Regions from separate parts of the Mus musculus genome. Here region 1 is linked to region 2. A link is a contact called in public HiChIP or PLAC-seq data. All regions are on one chromosome and are shown on one strand. Each heading gives the region's core, a stretch centred on a gene start, on an enhancer-like site or on the middle of the called end of the contact. The rest is flanking DNA. Distances are from core to core; before and after follow the strand shown. Region 1 holds the start of BC065403 (cDNA sequence BC065403). Region 2 has its middle 58 kb from the start of Tcf12.

Evidence for each region. HiChIP or PLAC-seq counts read pairs in DNA pulled down with a chosen protein or histone mark.
Region 1: a contact with region 2 is called in an H3K4me3 HiChIP or PLAC-seq map of embryonic stem cells, with 20 read pairs. The contact joins the promoter of BC065403 here to the enhancer-like site in region 2. A contact is called at or near these places in 12 of 39 promoter capture datasets (the 3T3-L1 cell line, the HPC-7 cell line, embryonic stem cells and 7 more), 1 of 15 datasets of contacts at CTCF or cohesin (large pre-B cells), 3 of 484 Hi-C or Micro-C datasets (cortical neurons, forebrain and nephron progenitors), 5 of 115 datasets of contacts at active chromatin or transcription factors (bone marrow-derived macrophages, double positive thymocytes, embryonic midbrain and 1 more) and 1 of 9 other capture datasets (embryonic stem cells).

The regions. Positions count from the first base shown.
Region 1 is chr9:72,407,810-72,412,507 of GRCm38.p6, reverse strand. BC065403 (cDNA sequence BC065403) reads left to right here and starts at 2,641. Exons shown (of 2, transcript NR_152222.1): 1 at 2,641-2,838; 2 at 3,020-3,864. It overlaps Gm27230 (a long non-coding RNA gene), which reads right to left. Exons shown (of 8, transcript XR_003948355.1): 6 at 3,178-3,220; 7 at 2,497-3,095; 8 at 1,613-1,791.
Region 2 is chr9:72,167,031-72,171,617 of GRCm38.p6, reverse strand. No RefSeq gene overlaps it. Among named protein-coding and RNA genes, the nearest start is that of Tcf12, 58 kb to the right of the region's middle. Within about 2 kb of position 1,272, at least 95 of the 459 cell types and tissues checked have an H3K27ac peak or open chromatin away from gene starts, as enhancers often do. A contact at or near this core is called in the HPC-7 cell line, double positive thymocytes, embryonic stem cells and 3 more, where this site is marked.

The sequences.
Region 1 (4,698 bases), core at 1,392-3,891, 240 kb before region 2:
CCTCTCACCAGAGGGGCCCAGGCTTTATTTTCATCTTCCGTGTGGCTTTTTGTCTTTGGTGGTTGTTGCTCATGTCCTCTTTTTCATGCCTCACCCCACCAACGAAAGGTTGGTGAGACCTGGGCCAGTCTACAGATGTCTGTGCCTCCTCTAATGCGGTGTCTTTAAATTTCACTGGCTACTCGCACAGGCTTAACACAGCAGCAACTCTGCACTGCTGTGGGCTTCCTACCTTGTGAATGGTGGTCACCACATCACAACTTCTGCTAACTCTAGTCTTTTGGATCCTAAACTCAAAGTGCTAGATACATACTGCAAGCCTTGTATTGTGTGTTCTTATTTTGAAGCTATAGTTGTGATGGGAGACGGAGGGGGGTAGGGGGAGGCAGAAAATAGAAACAGTCAAATGGAATAAGAGACATCAATTGAAGATAACAGAAGCTTGAACAGTTGCTGTGGATAAAGCAATGCATAAGAGTCACTTGGGGTGTTAAAAGGAAGCCGCAGCTGAAGTGGGCTGTGAATCCTCCATTCAATAGTGTATAGATTTTGAATACTTCAATTCTGTGGAAAAAAGGTTGAGCCAAGGACACTAGAGGGAGCCAGGGCATGCAAGCTGGAGACAAGGCTCCCAGCTCAGCAAGCCTCAGGTTCACTGTCCCCCAAACATTTACTTGGATTGGCTAGGAAAACCTTCACTATACATTCAAAAGCTTGCTATTTGGGTCTCATCTCTCTTTTCACTGTCATGGCCAGGTAACATGAATAAAGAACATTTGGGAGACGAGGAAAGTTGAAGTGGACAGATCTTGACATATTGTGCCATATTAAACAATGGGAAATTATACTTCTGCTAAAGCACTTGACTATTATTTTTCCAAGTGTATAAAGGTAGATTGGTCCTAAGGTTTGAGACGTAAAAATAAGAGCTAGCGTGATACTGGGACCCACAAGTCCATCGTCTTAAACTGGGTGGTGGTCCCACATGGGGGTAAGCGAATGTGGGGCTGAGACGGTCTGGACAACAATGAAAGGTTTCTACATGAATCATAAACAATTAACTCCCAACTAAGCATGCAACGCATCAGTGTGTCTGTATAAGTACTTGTCTTTGTTGCTTCATGTGACTTCATTATAGCCTCCGATCTGAACATACCATGCCAGTCTGTATGTACCAGGTGAACTGTGACACCACACAGCACCCATGGTCACTGCCTGAATCACCCCAGCTCAGGCCAGAGCTACTGTATGTTGGATTTTGTATTTTTTCTGTACATACAAGGTCTTCAATTCTCATAGAGACATATAGAAGACATATATAGAGACATATACAGATTATATAAAACAAAGACATTTAATATTTTTGTCCAATCATTCTTTTTTTAAGATTTATTTATTTTATGTATGTGAGTGCACTGTAGCTGTACAGATGGTTGTGAGCCTTCATGTGGTTGTTGGGAATTGAATTTAGGACCTCTGCTCAGTCTGGTTGGCTCCGCTCGCTCCAGTCCAAAGATTTATTTGTTATTATACATAAGTACACTGTAGCTGTCTTCAGACACACCAGAAGAGGGCGTCAGATCTCTTTACAGGTGGTTGTGAGCCACCATGTGGTTGGTGGGATTTGAACTCAGGACCTTTGGAAGAGCAGTCAGTGCTCTAACCGGCTGAGCCATCTCGCCAGCTCTCTCGTTTCATCATTCTTTACTATGTGAGCATCAAATTAGCATATTGTTGGATTGAATTGTGTTGGAATGCTTGATCTTGAATCCAGTTGTTATTGACTACCGGCTTGAATTTCATAAAAGAAACCAATAAAGAAATTTTAGCTTCAACAACTTCTGAAATGACTCTAATGACACTCCTAACATTTTGTGCTATATATGTTTATGAAAAGTGGTATTCTCAGCTCTTGACAATGATAAAATCAAAGTATCCATGTCACAGAGCAACCAAACCCTTCATGACTGAGTTCAGATGCCACTGTTGCCATAAAAATCAACCAAGTCCCTCAACTGACCTGCGACTTCCCCCACCTGAACTCTCTCTGGCCGCTCCCTTGAGGGTTCTTCCTTTGGGGACCTCAACATGTCCTCTTTGTCAATGCTCAAAGAAAGGCCTGATACCTCACCTCTCAGAAGTCTTCGTCTCCCAGCAGCACCCAGAAGAGAAACTTCACTCAGTACACTCCCCTAGTCCCCTAATAGAAGGAACTGCATAACCATTTCCACAAACTCTTGGTTCTAGCCCCTAACTTAACAATTCAATTTTAAGATGGAAAAGAATAAAGTGCTAAATAATACATCCTAAGAAAAGCCAAGAAACAGGATCAAAGTAAGAGGTACAAGGGAAAAGCCACTGCCCAGAGATGGAGTAGAGAGCTGAGCTTTTGAGCGTGGGAGGCTCTGCAGAGGCTGCAACCCCACCCCAACCCCACAGCGGCTGGGGCAGCTTTTTCTCTGCTGAGCTGTCAATCCACTTCACTAATGCTCTTACCACTGAGAAACTGAACGGTGGCCGGAAGCCCAGAGTAGCCCTTTGGGTGGGGTAGTAAATCCTCCAATAGGACTTCTAGTAGTTACTGGAAGGGTCCAGACTTCAAGACCTTTCTTGCTTTCTCATGTTGAAATCTTGAGGATGCTGGGATAGTCTGACGTGTGGTCAGAGCTATGAGGAAGTAACTAACACAGACAGTATCTTTGTCTGCAGTTCCTAGCGGGGTAGCACATCATTCAGGAGACAGCTTCTAGATGATACTGAATCCCAAGAGAGGGGCCTGGCAGATGAATGACATCAGCTAAGGCAACCTGAAGGGCCTCGTGCCACACAACGATAACAGTAAGTACCCTCTATCTCACTTCAGACAGTCTGAAAGGCAGGCTTTTGGAAAAGCATCATCCCCATTGAGAGGATGGCCCTGCCTGACAAATTCTGCTGTGAGGGTGTGGGAGGGGCGCCTTTATGTCTTCTATTTCCCTTAAGAAGTTCAGTCACGTTCAGTCACATGCCTGGCTCGCAGTCTGTTTATCAGGATCAAGCACGCTCTCTGGAGAGCGCAGACAGCAGGATGGGCCGAGCTCGGATGACAGTCTGCCCTGTGGAGATTGACTTTAATGAAGCAAGAATAAACAGGAAGATTAAGTACAAGCAGAAACCAGTGACAAGTTCTGAGCTCACCTCTCTGCTGGAATTGAAGGGCTCTCTGCCGCTGAGCGAGTCTCTGTTAGAGAGAAAGAGGCATCATCTGTTTGGTCGCTAATGATCCTGTTATCCACATCGGGCCCCAGTGTGCGCAAAGAAAAGTTTTCTCTCGATTTAGAGAGCAACTTCTGTATGTTTTATTTATATCTACTCACAAAACAAATTGTTTTCTAAGATTGGAAAAGTTAAGATTGATAAGGGTTGAGAAAATATTTAATAAACTGAAAAATGACATCCTTTTAGGGATTAAGGATTGCTAGTATTACTCTGCTATCTGCACCGAGCATTCACACCTACTCGGGTGTTTGTGGCATAAACGTGGCTAGTTCTGCGGGGAGATCTTACAGAAGGATGACTGTCCTGGAATAAACAGACCAACCAGCTAGTCTTCTTTATAAAGCCACTTCTTAGGGCTTTCTAAACGGATCCTAATACCCGACTGTTTTGGTTCCTCATTTCGTGTATGATTTTTGAAAAGTAACTTTTTAAAAACCTGTTTTGCAAAACAGCCAGTAAGCAAGTCCAGGATTCCCATCGGCCCTCTGGAGATGCCATTTCATTCATATCCTGAGTACCGAGTATTTTCTTTCTTTTTTTCCCCCCCACTATTGTGTTTCTTTTGGAAAAAAAATAGATCTTATTAAAACTGGAATGAAGTCTGAATTAGCTGTAGCACATTCTGCAGTACTTAATTCAACTGGGAGTTGCTTCGTGACTGAGTGTATGTAAATGTGTGTGCCTGAGACCACTGAGGACGCCACAATGTAGCTGACAGTCTTTAACACCTGTACCAGTAGGTGGCGCTCCGATCCAGCCCGATGCTCTACCCTCCCGGTTCTAAGGTTCAGGGAAAGGAAACTAAGCAGGACACTGCTATCTGTCCGAGTGTACCCAAGTGATCAAAGTATACCAGGGATCAAACATTTGCTTTTAAAAGCTAACGTGCACAGCACTACAGTGTCCACATTTAGCAAAGCTACCCGAATGCCCGAGAGAGATCAGGTGGTCCGGACAAAGGAAGCCTTTCTGGAAAGGGCTGCTTAACCTGCCTTCTCTGGATAGAACAGACGAGACATGAGGCTCCGAGGCAGACATTCTGGGCAGAAGTGGCTTCCAGAAAGGCTTTGTGAAAGCCAGAGAAGTATGTGTGAGGAAGATGAAGCATTCTGGGTCTGCTCTGAGCAAGCCCATGAGAGAGAGCTGCTCACAGGGCAGCCAGGCTTCCTCTCGTGAGATGGAAGGCAGAAGGGGACAAGAAACAGAATCAGACCAAGTTTTGTCTTGCATTTAATTTTTGTTTTTGAGTAGCAGGAAATAAAATAGGAATTAGACAAAAGTACTTACAGTTTTACTTTATATTATATAACTCTAGACTATATTTATTTAATTATATTATATTTAATTATATTAAATATATTTAAAAATGTAAAGTCTAATCAATGGCTAGACATATGTGGGTTTTTTTTTTTGTTGTTGTTACCATAACAAATGATTTCC
Region 2 (4,587 bases), core at 23-2,522:
TGCTGGGAATCTGTCCTCTGCAAGAGCAGCCAGTGTTCTTAGCTGTGGAGTCATCTATCCACATTTATTGCTGCACTGTTTGCAATAGTGAAGATATGGAAGCAGCCCAGAAACCCAGAAACCTACTAACGTATGCTTGGGTAAGGAGAATGTGATAAACAAACAGCAGAGGGCTTTCCTCAGCTGTAAGAAGAATAAAAACTGTGTGAGCTGCGGGAAAATGTGTGGAATTGGCAATCATTATGTTAAACAAAATAAGCATGTTTTCTTTCATGTGTGAAGTCTACAGTAGAGGTTATGGGTAAAAGGTAGGTAGGATAAGAAGGGGCAATTCAGGGAACTGACCCCAGACCCCGAAACTTCTAGGGGAAAACAGGAGAAATAGTTGCATAGACCAGGGCTTTCTGTGAAGGATTCTGAAGGCACAAAAGGGATGCTGCTTGTTTCTCATACGTGGAGGTTAGATTTGACTACACATGCATGCACACACACACATGCACACACACACACACACACACACACACAAACTCATGTATATAGGCACACACACAGACACACACACCACAAACTCATGCATACAGGCACACACACACACACACACACACGCACGCACGCACGCACGCACTTGCCCCATATATTTTTAAGACGTGAAAGCACAGGGGGCCGAGAGGATGAGGATCACAGCATGGAAGGCAGGAGGGGCTGGGGAGTAAATGTAACTGTGATCAAGATGCATTGCTGTATATGAAAATGTCAGGATAAAATGCCATTATATTGTATACTAAAATAATTAAAGAATAAAAAAATTCAATTTCCAGAAATACTACTCAAAATATTTCAAGGAATATGAACATGTCAAAAAAAAAAAAAAAAAAAAAAACAAGACACAGGGAAACGTTACACAGAGCATCAGTCTTAAAAATCTTATTGAAGAGAAGTTTGAGATAGAAAAATGTCCTGACACAGAATATAAAACAAGACTACAGGGACTTAGAATGTAGCATACACGAGCCTTAAGCTTGCAATGTATCTCAGGTTGACTTCAAACACACAATTCTCCTTCTTCAGCCTCCCAAGTGCTGGGATTAAAGGTGTATACCGCCATGAGTACCCGTAGCCCCCCACCCCCACCCCCACCCCCACCCCCACCGGAGGGGGATTGGACTAGGGCTGTGTGCATGGCGGTTTGTACCTTCCCTTCCAGCTGTACTTTGAGCCCCTCCTGGTACTCGTACTCCGTATGTGGCATCCCTTTGTTTCAGCATAAAGCACTTCTATTGGGACAGTTTTCTAGGAATTAACTCTCAGGTTTGTTTGCTTATCTGTAAACTTCGTTATTGTAGGATGTTTTCCTGCTTAAAGGATTTTGGTCGATGTGAGGGAAAAAGAAAAGATTCAATGAGGAAAAAGACAGGAAGGGGGAAGAGAGGATAAAATATTTCTTTTCGGCCTTGCAGTCGAGCTAGGTGCTGCGGTGCTTCCTCTGTGCCTAGTCCGGCTGTTTACAACCCCGCCTTAGATATTACTTCCTGTTTGCATCCTGCCTGGAGGTCAGCCAGCAGTGTGCGGACTCGCCTCAGATCTTTGCTTGCGTGTGTCCTATTATCACAGGAGAACACTGTCCCCTGTGCAGGTCCCTAGTCTCATAAATAAAATAATTTAAAACAGACTCAGAAGGAAACTTGAGGACACTTTTATTGGAGTTTGAGAGCAAGACATCATGTGACGGGTGGGTCAGGCAGGCTGGAGGTCTCAGGCTGCTGCACAAAGGGAGCGTGGCTAGATGCGAAGAGAGAGTTGTCCTTTCTAAGCAGGGGGAAAGTAAGCAGGGGCTTCAAGGAGTCTGGTAGCAGCTGCATGGGGTTGGGGGTGGGAGTGGGGAGGCGGGGAAGAGAGAAAGAGAGACAGACACAAACAGAGAGAGAAAGGGGGGAGGGGGGACAGAGATAAGGACAGAGGATTAAGATTTTAGGCAGTGTACAAAAGAGGGAGACAGAGGAGGAAAAAAAACAAACAAACAGGTTATATTATACTTTTCTGGGTGGTGAGCCGGCTTAGCAGAGAGGGTCTACCCCAACTACAAGGGATGGGCTTCTAGATTCCATAAGCACACAGCTCAACATCTCACTGTGGGTCGCTACTTCCTATCCTCAGATGTACCCTGGTTATTTTCACCTTCTGGCTTCAGGCTGTACCCCTGAGGTTGTAAAACAGGATTTTCTCCTTATCGCAAGAGGTCTTGTGCTTGCCTGGGCAAGGGAGGCGCCTGCTGTCTTCATAGAAGGGCGCTCTCAACCTCTGCTGCCATTTGCAAAGGGGCTAGAGCCCATCAACCATGATATTTCAGTTCTAGGGAGGAGCAGCTTTGGAATGTCCCTCTTCCTTAAAATTTGTGTCGTACCAAGACATGGAGTCTAATGCTGACAGAAGGGTCCACCCTCAATGAGCTTCAAGCTTGCTCATTTCTTTTTTTTTTTTAAACCTTTTTTTTTTAAGATTTATTTATTTATTATATGTAAGTACACTGTAGCTGTCTTTAGACACACCAGAAGAGGGCGTCAGATCTCGTTACGGATGGTTGTGAGCCACCATGTGGTTGCTGGGATTTGAACTCCGGACCTTTGGAAGAACAGTCAGGTGCTCTTACCCACTGAGCCATCTCACCAGCCCCAAGCTTGCTCATTTCTAACAAGCTACCTAATGTCCTCTGTCTGTATGATACATGTGGCTTTCTAAGTTCCTGAAGGTTTTGTGTGTGTGTGTGTGTGTATGTGTGTGTGTGTATGTGTGTATGTGTCTTTTCCTGGTTTTCAGTGTGTCTGTCTTTATTTTTTTTTTTGTCTCGGTTGAAATCTTTAGATGCTCATAGCAGTAAGATGTGTCTGATCTTACTCTGTTTTCAGAAAAGCCCCCTGTGCAGCCACCTGCCTGACTGGGGTGAGTCTGGATCTAGGAAACAACGGCCAGCGCTTGTGTTGCCTTTCAGAGGAAGACAGATCCCATTGCTTGTGAATAAGAGCTGCTCTTTCTCCTTGGACCCAGGGTCCCACACTGAGAAAGTCACTGATATCCTCAGGCCATCAGCAAGCCAGGAAAAGGGTCAAGGGTGAGGGAGAGTCATGTGAACTTCTCTCTCTATTTTTTTCCTTCTTTGCCCTTGTGTGTGTATTTGGTGGTGTTTTTGTATGAATCTGGACCCACACATGTCACAACTTGTGGGTGGAGGTCAGAGAATAACTTTCAGGGCTCTGTACAGAGAGAGGTCATGGGAAGACAATTTTCAGGACTCTGCATGTAGGTTAGAGGAGAAATTTTGGGAGCTGGGTCTCACCTCTCACCTCGTTATGGCTGGATCTTTCTTTTGTTTCTGCTGCTGCCCAGGGGACTTCAAGCTGGCCTGTGAACTTCTGACAGTTCTGTGCCCAGTTCCTGTCTCACCATATGTATTCTGGGATGTTCACCACCACATTTGGCTTTTCATGTGAATTTGGGGGATTGAATATGGATGAACAGGCTTGCATGGCTAGCCCCTTTACCCTCAGAGCCATCTCCCCAGCCCCTAAGGTGTTTTTTTGTTTTTTCCTAATTCTGTATTTACTTGGTTGCTATAAACCTGTGACAGTTTTTCAGTTTCAAAAAATATTATTTCAGGATTTTTTTTTTCCTTAATCCAGAGGTACTTTTGTGATGGGAGAAGTCCTTGGAGCCAGGACTCAAGCACGTAGAGTTTGCCAGCCCCATCTAATCAGCAGGCCATGGGTCCCAAAAAGAGATTTTGGAGGAAAACAAGGTGGGGACTGGAGAGATGGCCCAGCAGTTAACAGTACTTGCTGCCTTTTGAAAGGATCCAATTTAGGTTCCACATCAGGAGCTCACAGTAGCCTGGAGCTCTAGTTCCAGGGGATCCCATGCCCTATGACCTCCACAGGAGCCTTCTCACATATGACATTCACACACACACACCCCATAATAATAGTAATGATATAATGATAATATAAAAATAAATCTTGCCACGCAGTGGTGGTACACGCATTTAATCCCAGCACTTGGGAGGCAGAGGCAGGCAGATCTCTGAGGTCGAGGCCAGCCTGGTCTACAAAGTGAGTTCCAGGACAGCCAGGGCTACACAGAGAAACCCTGTCTTGAAGAACCAAAAATAAATAAATGAACAAATACATAAATCTTTTAAAAAACCAACTGATCAAGGAATCTAGATCCTGAAGAACCATTGAGGCAGACTTCTAGCCTCACTATGCATATTCACACATGTGCACATATCTACATACACAAGAACACACACAAAACACACCAAAATGAGGAGGAAAATTGACATAATTAGAAAAACCAGATTTGTAGGACCATGTCTTTAATCCCAGCACTCAGCAAGCAGAGGCAGGCAGATCTCTGTGAGGTCCAGGCCAGCCTGGTTTACAGAGCAAGTCCCAGGACAGCCAGGGCAACATAGAGAAACCCTGTCTCAAAAACAAACAAACAAACAAAACCACCCCCAAAAACAAACAAGCAAGCAAAAAACAAAAAGTTCATTCTCTGCTATAATTTCACAACTTTGAAAAAAAATAAACAAAA